2 separate regions of the Gossypium hirsutum genome follow, and region 1 is linked to region 2. The links are chromatin contacts, called in public Hi-C maps. All regions are on one chromosome and are shown on one strand. Each heading gives the region's core, a stretch centred on a gene start, on an enhancer-like site or on the middle of the called end of the contact. The rest is flanking DNA. Distances are from core to core; before and after follow the strand shown.

Region 1 (6,483 bases), core at 1,788-4,287, 170 kb before region 2:
GGTTGTTTGAGTTGACATAGACTGGATTGCTCCATCCATAGGCCATATTGAAACAGTTTCACCACCCTGGGTCTTAACAACTAAAGGGTTAAGAAAACAAGTTATCTGTTGACATATAGCAGGAAAAAAACAAAGAAAAAATAGATAGAAGAATAGTTACTTGCTGTGTGGGAAAGCTTCACTGATCTAAAACAATAATGAGTTTAAGAAGGGTTTTAAGTAATGACAGGATAGGCTAAGTACCAGACTGCTGTAATATTTGTACTTGCCACCTGCCGGAGACAAGAACGACTGGCAATAGTTTTGAACAAATATCCAGCCCTTACAAAAAAGAAGGTACTCTACTACCTTGTTCAACTAAAATGAAGACTAGAAGGGAGAAAAAAGAAGAAATAAGCATACAAAGATTTATCAAGAAAAATGTTATTTTTCCTTTTATTTTTAGTTTTAGACAAGGTATTTCCCCTTTGGAGAGGCGATGTGGCTCTTCAAACACAGATTAACATGCCTTCCCAATAAGGAGAGAGGAGATAAAGAAGTAGAACATATTTACTGACACTACTCTTATACCACATTAGTGAAAATCTATAGAAGCTCACATTTATGGGGCAGATCCTCAGGTCCAGGAACTCAACATCAATAATGAAGCGTCCATGGAATGTAGAATCAACAGGCCAATAAAAGTCATCGCATGTTCGCAGCGGTCTATCATGAACTGCAGCACCAAGTAGACAAATAAGTGTCAATTACATATTCTCAAAGCTGCTTAACAGAACAAACATGCATAAAAGCAAGTTGAGAAAGCAATTTGAGGTATTGTTGTTTCACTGATGAAAAAGTTATAGGAAAGTTCAAGAGATCAAAGGCACAAACAGACATTAAGTGTGACAATCCAAATCATGATTACTCAAGTCCGAAGTTTTCCTGACAATATATGGGACAGTTAGATTTACGTCAGCATATGAACTCATCACACGAAATAATAATCAAAAGATCCAAAATTTCCTTTCTTCGTTCTCACATCAGTATAAGACAAAGTAACCAACTTTGACTAGTCAAGTGCTTCTATTTCCCTGATTTTTCACGTCCAGGAAGATGAAAATTCTATCCATTCAAAGGTGAGTGTTTCTATTTCATCTATTCATCTATTCATTTTACACCTGAAATGAACACTGCCCATAACCAAGAATCACAATCCAATTTCAATTATCATTTCCATTCTAGAAGTTCTATTAAAAATAATAACAACAAACAAACACACCAAAGCACAAAGGCACTAATGTCACATGTTCTAGATGATAAAACTCTAATTCCAAAGCTTTTGGGTAATTGATCATTCAACTATCTCTTTCTGAGAGAATTAGAGCTGATATATTGTGTTAAAATCATTAAAAGCCTTATCCTTTTTTCTGTCATTTATTCATCCAGCAACACTCTTCACTTGATCTCCAGCTTCTACCTTTCTTCTAAACTCGAATCCAAATTTAGAAGCCATTAAATTATTCATCCAGGAATAGATGTGAATTATAGCATTAAATGGTGAATATAAAAGTTTGACCTTCCTATCAATTTTAGGCATTTAGAAAACTGGTTACCAATTGTCTCTGTTCTACATACGAAAAAACACAAGCGTATAAACAAAAGCAAAAGATGAACTTATCGACTGAACCACAAGTGGATTGACAAAGAACTTGTATTCAAATCTTCAATAAAACACACACACACATAAACAGGGGATGTAAAAAGAGGGAAAGTAAGTAAGGCAAACCTGGGGAGATATAAAGTCTACGATTAGCACCAACATTAGAGATCCTGAGTATAAATTTAGCATAAGGAGGCTGCTCCTTAGACACACGAGATGGCTCGGGAAATAATCGAATATACATATATCGATTCTTCTCTATAGACAAGTGCCTGTTTCATTAAAGTCCATCAAATTCCCCCACGAATCAGTCAAAGTAATCAAGCAAAAATTAAAAAAGAAGAAACAATTTAGGAGAAAGAAAAATCTGGGGAGTAGGTAATAATAATAAAAAGTACCAGTTCCAAAGACCGACCTTGAAGGGGTCGGATTTTTTGTAAGAACAAGGACTAAAGTTGTCGATCCTCCATTGAGCTAATCTGGAGATGGTTTCGACCTTTGAATCACCCATTTTTGTATGTGAGGGATTTCTTGGTTTTGCTTTGCAATTTGTATGAGTAATATACGGTTGCCGTAGAGGCAGAGAAGACGGTTCTTTGACGCCCCTTCTGTTTGCAAAGTCGAATGCTTTGTCTACTGATAAAATGGAGAACCCTTTTTTTCTTTTTCTTTTTTTTTGGCAGTTTCACTAATTAACAAATATCATTGAAAATTTTAAAAATAAAAACAAAAACAAAGGTTTAACTACAAATTTGATCCTCAAACTATATTTTTTTTTTGTTTAGGGACTTAAAGTTTTGTGGTTAAAAAGTGGTTCCTAAACTATAGTCTCATTTTAGTATATGACATTCAACAAAAATGCAACACATGTCACGCTCTTATTGCTTTATATTATGATTTGAGATAAAATGAGAAAAATTTTAAATACTTGAGTAAAAAAAAAGGGCATGATTTTAGGGGCCAATTTCATATTTATGCCAAAAATAAAATATAAACCTTTTTTTTATTGCAAAAACCCGACATTAGAATTAAACCAATTTAAAGTTTTTAACATCAAATTTTAAAATTCCTTAGAAGAACTTCACATTTCGAAATTGAAAGTTCTAAACCTTTACTAAATTATGATATGTGTTAGAGTAATTAATGAATCTGTTGAATCTGTTAGTTGTTTGTTAACAGTTGGTTCTTTATTAGCAGTCTATTAGCTAGTAGTCTGTTAGCTTACGTTGCTATATAAAGAACTGAGCAGTCAATGTATTTGATGAACTTTAGAAAATGTATTCTTCTTAAATAATGCAATTCCAGTTGTTTTGTTAGTTTATTGCTATAATATAACATGGTATCAGATGTCCATCCTTTCTTGGAGTTCTTTTCTATGATTTCTTGTTGTTTTTATGGATCTTCCGTTTAGTCAATCTGCTGTGCATTTTACTTCACCGGTGATGGCCTCCACTGCTACTGACGGGGTTGTTGACAGTTGGTTCTTATCTACCAAGAAAATCAGTGTGCTTCTTGATGATAATAATTATCTCCTATGGCGTCAACAGATTCTTTTCACAGTCAAAACATATAAGCTTCAGAGCTTCTTGGACTCCCGAACGTTTCCTCCTACTCAGCATGTTTCAAATAAACATGGTGTGCTTCACGAGAATCCAGAGTTTGTGCATTTTGAACAACAAGACAGTGCTCTTGTGTCGTGGCTTCTTTCTTCGGTCAGTCAAACAGTTCTTCCTCATCTTATTGGTATGAATACAAGCGCTCAAATTTGGAATGCACTAGTAAACTTGTATGGCAGTAAAACTACTTCTAGGTTGATGTTCTATAGAAGGGCCTTGCATTCTCAACGCAAGGGTGAACTCTACATGAAAGAATTTTTAATGATAATTAAAGGGTACTGTGATAGTTTTGATAGTTGCGGTGAGGTGATCAGTGAACATGAACATGTGACTGCAATTCTTAACAGTCTCTCGTCAGAATATGAGTCTGTTATTACTATTATCACAACCAGTCAAGTACCATACCACGTGCAGGGTGTCACTACCATGCTTCTTGATGCTGAAGCTCAGCAGCATGTTACCATTTGTGATGCATCTAGTTCTGCTAATATGGTCTCTCATCAACCTCCAGATCGTAGTGTTAAAAGTAACTCTACCCCAGCTTATCATCCCTCCTCAACTACTCGGAGCCGTAGACGTGGTCAATCTTCTGCATAACGCATTCAATGTCAGTTGTGCGGGAAAGCTGGTCACCTTATCGATCGCTGCTACTATCGGTTTTATGCCTCCTATAAAAGCGAAAACTATAGGCCTCTCCCACAAGCGAATATCTGCATGTTTGGCGCAGGACCTTCTGTTGCGCCTTGGGCTCTATCTTTTATGCCCATGCCTCATCCAACTCTCCCATATCCTCCACCAGGTTGGTTTTTCACACTTCCTTCATCAACTACTTAGACTAACCCGTTTGCTGGTAGTTCTTCACAACAGGTCAGTGTGCCATCATCTGTTGCACCACAGTCCAAGGTGTATGTTGCAACTCCTGACACGATTGGTGATAACTCTTGGTACCCTGATTCTGGCGCCACGCATCACCTTACACATTCTGCTACTGTGCTTGGTGACAGTACCTCCTACAATGGTCCAAGTAAGGTGTATGTAGGCAACGGTTCGGCACTTCCTGTTCTCTCTACTGGTCAATCATCTTTACTTACTCGCTCTCAACCCTTATACATGCGGTCTTTGTTGCTTACACCTGGCATAACTAAAAATCTCGTCTGTGTCAAAGTTTACAAGAGATAATTAGGTGATGTTTGAGTTTCTTCCTATATAGTGCCAAGTTCGTGATCTGAAAACCAAAGAGATTCTTTTACAAGGCTCAGTGCATCATGGTTTATACAAACTACACTTACATAGTCCTGTCAAGGTCACTTCATTCCCGAGACAAGCTCACTGTTTCACAGCTAATACATTGGTACTGCTTAGTGTTTTGGATTCTAAGTTAGGGCATCCCTATTAGGCTATACTTACAAAGGCTCTTCTACGTTGTAATATACAGTTTGATGCTAATAAAGATTCTCTTGATTGTATTGCTTGTCACTTGGGTAAAGAGCATAAACTTCCATTTTCTAAATCGTCCACTGAGTATACCTCGCCTCTTCAGTTGGTGATTGTTGATGTTTGGGGGGGGCAGCTCTAATTGTGTCTAATGGTTATCGGTTTTATGTTGCTTTCACCAATGCCTATACACGATATACATGGGTATATTTTTTGAAGAAGAAGTCAGATGTGCTCAGTGTGTTTCCACAGTTTCATCGACAATCTGAAAGAGTTCTTGGTTACAAACTTAAAACCTTACAAACAGATGGGGGAGAAGAGTTTCAGGAGTTAAAAGGTTATTTAGCTCAACAAGGAATTGTGCAGCGTTTCACTTGTCCTTATACTTTTGCACAAAACAGTATAGTTTATTGTAAACACAGACAGATAGTTAAAGCAGGTCTGTCCATGTTGGCTCATGCGTCTATGCCTTTAGCATTTTGGAATGATACCTTCTGCAGTGCTGTGTATTTGATAAATAGGTTACCCTCTTATCCCTTAGGTAACATTTCACCATATGAGAAACTGTTTCAGACACAACCCGATTATTCGTTTCTTTAAACTTTTGGTTGTTTATGCTTTCCTAACCTTAGACCCCTTAATACGAACAAATTGTAGTTTTGGTCAACCCCATGTTTGTTTTTAGGTTACTCCCCATTACACAAAGGGTACCGGTGTCAAGACACTGCTGGTCGACTCTATATATCCCATCATGTTACCATTCATGAGACAGTCTTTCCCTACAAAACCATCATCTCTTCACCTGTCCCATCCGTAGCCAATCCATCATCTAGTTCCAAACTCCTTGTCTTATTTTCAAGGCTAGTTCTATGTGTTAGCTCACCTTCTGTTGTTTCTCCTATTACTCCAACTTACTCATCCAACTCCTTTAGTCTAGCATAGGCTATGCCTACTCCACCTACATCTAACCCCCTAGCTCTTCTTCACCCGATCCACCACAATCTTCTCCTCCTATACCAGTTAACACCATGCAATGGTTACTCGGAGTAAAGCTGGGATTTTTAAGCCCAAGGCATATCTGAGCATAGTATCTTGTTCTTCCGGTGATGTTTCTATCAACATTTATGCAGCAATGACTTCTGAGTGTTGGAAGGTAGCTGTTCATAGTGAGCTGCAAGCTTTAATTCACAACAATATATGGACCCTTTGTCCTCTACCAGAAAATAGACGAGGGTGCAAATGGTTGTTTAAAGTCAAAACAAAGGCTAATGGGTCAATTGACAGGTATAAAGCTTGTTTGGTAGCAAAAGGGTTCTCTTAGCATGCGGGGCTTGACTTTTGTGACACCTTCAGCCTGGTGGTTCGAGCAACAACCATTCGAACAGTTCTTGCTCTTGCTATTATGCAGGGCTGGTCGCTAAGGTAGGTCGATGTGAATAATGCATTTCTTAATGGAGAGTTAACTGAAGAGATCTATATGGAGCAACCATCTGGTTTTGAAGTATCAGATGAAATTGGGCAGAAGCTTGTATGCAAGTTGAACAAAGCTCTCTATGGCCTCCGCCAAGCTCCTCGTGCTTGGTTTCAAACTCTTAAGCAGTATCTTGTTGATCAACTTGGTTTTCGAGCTTTCAAAGCTGATCCTTCACTGTCTATTTGAGTATCTGCAGGGAATTACTTGTTGCTCATGGCATATGTTGATGATATAGTTCTCACAGGCAGTTCTGGTAAGGATATCAAAGCTGTGGTACACCATCTTCACACTAAGTTTGCTCTTAAAGACTTGGGAGA
Region 2 (6,212 bases), core at 37-2,536:
AGAAATGGCTTATAATGTCACGTTGAGACGAGAAACACTGTCGTCTCAACAAGGCCAAACAGTGAGTGACGTCGCGGAGACTGACGTTGTGACATGATAAATTGTTTGGTGACGTTACGATATGGTAATGATGACGTCACGACATCAACCCCGTATTTTAAAAATTTTACAATTCAGTCCTGATTTGATCTCGAGTTAAATTAAAAGCTTTCGTGAGCTCGTTTAGGACCCAAGAATGATTCTCTATTGTATTGTTTGTTTATAATTCTTATGAATAATAGCTTGATGACGTGAATTTGTATTTAATTTGATCGTAGTTGCTCCGGCAACGAATGTGGCACACTGTAGCTCAAACCCAGCAATCGGGTCAAGTATAGGGTATTACAAACGAACCCTAGTCAGAAAGTCACGTCCCGATGAGGAGCTCCCCAAAGTCGCGACATCAATTCAAAATTTTGTATCATTTACAATTTGATCCATTTCAATCTCGAGTTAATAAAGAGCTTTTGTAGGCTCGTCTAAGGCCCGAAAATGATAATGCATTGTTTAATTAGCATGAATTACTTGTATTTAAAGGTATATTGACATTAATTGGATGTTATTGATTGTAGTTGCTCTGGCAACAAATGTAACACTTTGTAACTCAGGCCTGACGATAGGGTCGGATATTGGGGTGTTATAAATAAAATGCTTACGTGTCCAATAAAGACACTATCGACTTGTCATCATTTTAAACACGCGACATAAAATTATTTTTGAAGACCTTTTAATATAATATATGATATTTCTTCAAAAAATATATAATATATGATATGATATGATATAATTATTGATGAAATTGAATTTTTTTTAGCTTAATGTAATATTTATTTAAAATTAAAATTAAATTGTTAAAATATGTAAATATTGAAAACTAAATATATTATTATAATAATTATGAAATATGATATCATCATATCCAAAAACATTTTACATCAGAACAAAACCAGATGGAAAATATTAAATATTAACGGTGAAATTGAAAGTCTTTATAACTTAGTTACCGAAAGAAAAATACACTAATAATTATTTAACTAAAGATGGAATTTACCATTAATTTTCTTTTTTATATTTTTAAATCTTGCTTTCTTATAAAGACAAGAACTATATTGAAATTCACGTCAACTTAACATTCCAGGTATGATTTATTTACATTTTTAAATTCAAAATTAAATCTAAAAGTCCAAAGTTAAAAAGAAAAATTAATTTATCTTTTTAATCGGTTGTATAGGTCCCCCATCAGAAGGTGAAGGTTTACCTTAATAGATCACAGCTGAGGAAAACGCCAGAGGTATGGCCCGGGTCACGGGCTCTTGTGCTATAGATCTATTTACGATCATACGCAGTTTCGTTGTTTTTGAGTATATTGGCAGGAAAAAGAAAAGGTGACGTAAGACATCATCATTATCAACGCCGGCAGAGTCCAATCAATTCAAAATCCTCATTTTGTTTTCTTGTTCTCTGCGGTTCCTTTTTTAAGATTCATAGTTGGAGCGTATTTGATTGATTATTTGGACGATAATGACGAGCGAAGTGGAGAACAAGCCGGTTTTTTGTACGGAGTCGGCAAAGGAGTTGGTGAAGGAGTTGAGAGCTAGCTTCGCAACCGGAAAGACTAAAAGCTACGAATGGAGGTTGACTCAGTTGAATGCCATGGTGAAGATGATGGAAGAGAAGGAGCCGCAAATCGTTGCTGCTCTTCACGATGATCTTTCCAAGCCGGAACTCGAATCCTCCATCTATGAGGTCAAATCTTTTGATTTCTTTTTAATTTTGAAATTTTATTTTCCTGTTATTCTTTCTTTTTAAAAAAAAATTGATTTTGGATTTGTTTTTTAGTTAATTAAATTTTAAAATGGATGAGAAGTAGAATTCAATGAAGTTATTTCACGTAGCATTAGTTGTTTAGTACAAAGTCTATAGGCGGCTGTAAGTCAGCTCTGGACAATTCTTGATTGGCATTTAATTATATCTAATCATAAAAACTTTACTGTTGGACTTGGTTACTGAATGAATCTGAATTTCAATTTTAAATTATTAAAACTTTGTTATTAATTATTGACCAGTCTCCAGATTAGAATATTCATAAAATAGATTTGATGGCTTTATTTGGTTACTGATAAACAACTTCAACTACTTTGTCTTTAAAGCTAACGGTGCTGTTTGGGGGGTTTATTTAGTTTTTCATGTCTAGATATACATTTGTATTAATATTATAAATTTTTATGAGAGACCCTGTTTCGTGTCAAGCTCCAACTCGAGAATCGTGAAATACATGAAGAGAACAGTTGGGAAGTTTTAGGAATCCTCTCTCTATTGTTGCTGGTGTGAAAAGGTTTTAGAAGTGTTTAAATACGTGACAGAATTGAAATCTTGATGGGCACAAGTAGCATTTATGGCATGCTAACAGTTAACTTTTTCTTGAAAACGGTTGATCAGTTTTCTGACTTTAAATGATTGCTAGATATATGCAGTGTTCCAAACTACTAGAACTCGAATATTTATTTCTAATCCAACTTGCTCACATGGTTAAAATCTCCAGCCACATGATGTAAGTATCGTAAGAAATATTTTCTTTTTTGGCCCTTTTTGTTTTTTTGTTCAGCCTCTATAGTATACTTTTATCAGTGAAGATTCTTCAAAATTATTAATTATTTGGAATATGTCTGGGCTTGGGGTAGATAGTCCCTGCGCTTGCCCATATTTAGTAGAGATCAGGATTAAGAATAATAAGTAACGGTTAAACTTCAATGCAGGAATGTATATCAGTAGGTGGACAGGATTTAGGAAAAAGAAAGAGATAGAGAGATGTATTGCTATTTACTGTTATTTTGAATAATTATAAGTTGGTGATTGGAGCTTTGACTGAGATAGACTACTGCTGTGAGGATAATTGTAGTTTTGATTAATTAATGTGGGGATACTTAATAATGGCATGAAAGCTAAATGAACTTTGATTATCGCCAATGAATACTTAAGGAGGTTTTTGAAAATTGTCATCTGTTTATAGTCACAGTTGTTTGCCACTTGTTTGAAAGAAACATTATTTGAGCCAAATGCCTAAATTATATATATTCAGTCTCTGGATTAAATGTGGAGGTTAGCGTGGTTTACTTTAAGATAGTTATATGCATCATTTAAGTCAACCTTTTGTGTTATGTTGATTAGATTTAAGAGCTAATGATAATGAATGTTGGACAGTAAGCAAATTTTCTTTTGAGGTTTCCTAAATGGTTGTTCTTGGCTTCAGTGTCACTTTTTGGCTGAAGATAAAAGTCGGTTACTTTTAGGTTTTTAACTTGGAAAATTAATATATTAGTTTACTATTGTTCTGGAGCAATTTATTTTTGTCATACAGGCAAGTTTATTTTGAGATGTCATCCTCTTATTAAGTTTGTGTAACTCTTGATGTTTGATATCTTTGTTTTAACCCTAAATGTCACACTAATTAGAAAACAAGAACTATGGAGAAGGCAACAATATTTGAGTTATTTATATTTGGCCTCCCGAGTGTGCTCTTCGTTTCTATGGAACTCCCACATAAAATAAGTAATCTTTTTCCTCTGATATTGACATGGTTGACACTTCAGATAGCAATGCTAAAGAACTCATTTAGATTGGCAGTCAAGAACATGAAGCATTGGATGATGCCAGAAAAGGTAAATATTTTGGATACCTCTCAAATGGGTGGAAGCTTTCATTTAGTTTTCTTTTTGGTATTAAAGAGTTGAATATGATTAACCTGCCTTTCTTGCAGGCAAAAACTTCATTGGTTACATTTCCTTCCTCTGCTGAAATTGTATCTGAACCATTGGGTGTGGTGTTAGTAATCTCAGCTTGGAATTATCCTTTTTGTATGTTAAACTCCGTGGTGAACTTGTTTACAGTCATGTTTTTCTTTTTCTTTTAATTTCTAAATTTTGTCGGAATGATGACTATAATTGTATATCTTCTTTCAGTGTTGTCTCTAGATCCAATTGTTGGAGCTATTGCAGCCGGTAATGCTATAGTCTTAAAGCCGTCAGAAATCGCTCCAGCCACATCATTGTTGCTTGCAAGGCTAGTAGCTGAGTATTTGGATAGCTCTTGCATAAAGGTTGTTGAAGGGGCTGTTCCTGAAACTGCAGCACTACTTGAGCAAAAGTGGGACAAAATACTGTATACAGGTCCTTGCTTATAATTGTCCTTCTCCTCCAGTTCAATCTTTTATGTCTTAATACACTTGGGCAACTTTATCTAAGGTTCATATGTGTAGGCTTCTAGAAGTTTGTGATCAAAGTGGATATTATCTTTCTATTACTTGTTATCAAACCACAGTTTGGGTCCTATTATTTAATTTAATATTATTAAATATTTTATTAGATTGAAAAATAGGAACTTCGAATCTTTTTCTATTTACTTCATGTATATCAGAAAAAAATTCGAAGTGGATATCTCAACCCGTGAAATGAAAAAATAGCCTCTGGAGTTTTTTTTTTTGTTTATATTCATCTGAAGGAAATATGAGAAAGAAAACAATAAATAAAAGAAATAAAATGAAGGAAATATATATATCAGACTATAGTAATTTAATACATATAGAAATCATAAAAATACATAAAATTATTGATTTTTATCAATTTCACAAACAAGATCCAAGAATAAGATTAGTTGATGGAGGAGGAGGGGTAGATCTGGGGATCAAGCTTTGAAATCTTAAATGTCTTCTGTGTGGATTCGGGACTCTTTATCCATCATAGATTCATGGTGAGGAGCCATATGGCGTCATGGTGATATAGATCATTTAATATTGTTTCCTTTTTAGCATTTAGTTTACATGTTTACCTGTAGCTTTGATCTAGTTTAGATGACTCTATGAATGAATGCAGTGTTAGATGCAAAATCAGGTCTTATTCATGTTTGGCCAGTATATGACTCGGAATTCTTTTTCAACGGCTTATCTTACAAACATTCGTTCTAGATTCTCCTGGCTAGCTTTTTCTCTCTCTAGGATTTATGGTGATGATTTGTGGTTATGATTCATCACTGGCTCCCTGGCCAACATACTGTGACTTTTATCCCTTATCTGGTTTGGAACCTGTATGAAGCAGAAAACATCAGGGCTTAGTGAGTTTGGCTCTTTCCACTGAAATCTCTCTTCAGCATGAACATTTTCAGATCCTTGGTTAGTTGATTAGAAGCACACACAAACAGAAATTAATGGACATTTATAAGATAGTTGTATAGACCCTTGGTTAGCAACAGCTACTGTGTTCCTTATAGAGAAGTGTCATTGAGACTATCTAGACTTTACTGGAACATGTAATTCTTCACTATGGAATATGGAAAGAACTGAAGCAGGTTTTGAGGGATTTATCTGGGGTTTGCTTTGGTATTTTAATTGGATCCTCTATTGTTATGCTGTCTTCAGATTCTTTTCTCAGCCATGTAATTTCACAATGTCTTAAATTGAGTTTTTTTTTCCCTTTTTTCATAAAGATGAAACATACTGCAAAGTTTTAGTGCTTTCCCCAAAGTTCTAATTTTCAGTGCGTGGTTGTTAATAGATGCTTTAGACATTGTCACATTGATGGTATTTCTGTTCTGATCTCAGATCTGATAAAAAGTCTTATGAACTAAAACATACTTGAATCTTTAGGCAATGGAAGAGTTGCACGCATTGTGATGGCAGCCGCTGCAAAGCACTTAACACCAGTTGTTATGGAACTTGGAGGAAAGTGTCCGGTAATTGTTGATTCAGACATAAATTTACAGGTAAGCATAGCGATATAGCGTTTAGTTTGCTACCGGGTCTGTTGACTTGCTTACTGACATGTTTTCGTGTATTGTCAGGTTGCAACTAGGCGGATAATTGCAGGAAAGTGGGGGTGTAATAATGGGCAAGCGTGTATTTCCCCTGATTACATTATTACAATGAAAGATTATGCTCAGAAGCTGGTAAGGTTGCCTGTATATGTTGACATTTGTTATCCTTTTATTCTCAATCATTCCTAAGCATTTTTCATCCTACAGATAGATTCTTTCAAGTGTGAATTGGAGCGGTTTTATGGAAAGGATCCGTTGGAGTCAAAAGACTTGTCTCGCATAGTGAATTCTAACCACTTTGCTCGCTTGTCAAAGCTCTTGGATGAGGATAAGGTTTCTAGTAAGATCGTCCATGGAGGTGAAAGAGA

What was found. Hi-C and Micro-C count contacts between places; a contact is called where the count stands out from the background.
Region 1: a Hi-C map of leaf shows a contact between it and region 2, with 2.7 times the contacts expected there. The contact joins the promoter of LOC107952465 here to the promoter of LOC107952035 in region 2. A contact is called at or near these places in 13 of 34 Hi-C or Micro-C datasets (callus, fibers, hypocotyl and 3 more).

The regions. Positions count from the first base shown.
Region 1 is chrA02:14,472,913-14,479,395 of Gossypium_hirsutum_v2.1, reverse strand. It overlaps LOC107952465, which reads left to right and starts at 3,037. Exons shown (of 1, transcript XM_016887716.1): 1 at 3,037-3,855. The coding sequence starts at 3,037. The coding sequence ends at 3,855. It overlaps LOC107952034 (BTB/POZ domain-containing protein At1g21780), which reads right to left and starts at 2,442. Exons shown (of 4, transcript XM_016887274.2): 1 at 2,041-2,442; 2 at 1,769-1,914; 3 at 600-715; 4 at 1-66. The coding sequence starts at 2,153.
Region 2 is chrA02:14,303,700-14,309,911 of Gossypium_hirsutum_v2.1, reverse strand. LOC107952035 (aldehyde dehydrogenase family 3 member H1) reads left to right here and starts at 1,286. Exons shown (of 10, transcript XM_016887275.2): 1 at 1,286-1,785; 2 at 3,630-3,698; 3 at 3,797-3,893; 4 at 3,999-4,205; 5 at 5,678-5,793; 6 at 5,872-5,976; 7 at 6,052-6,212. The coding sequence starts at 1,561.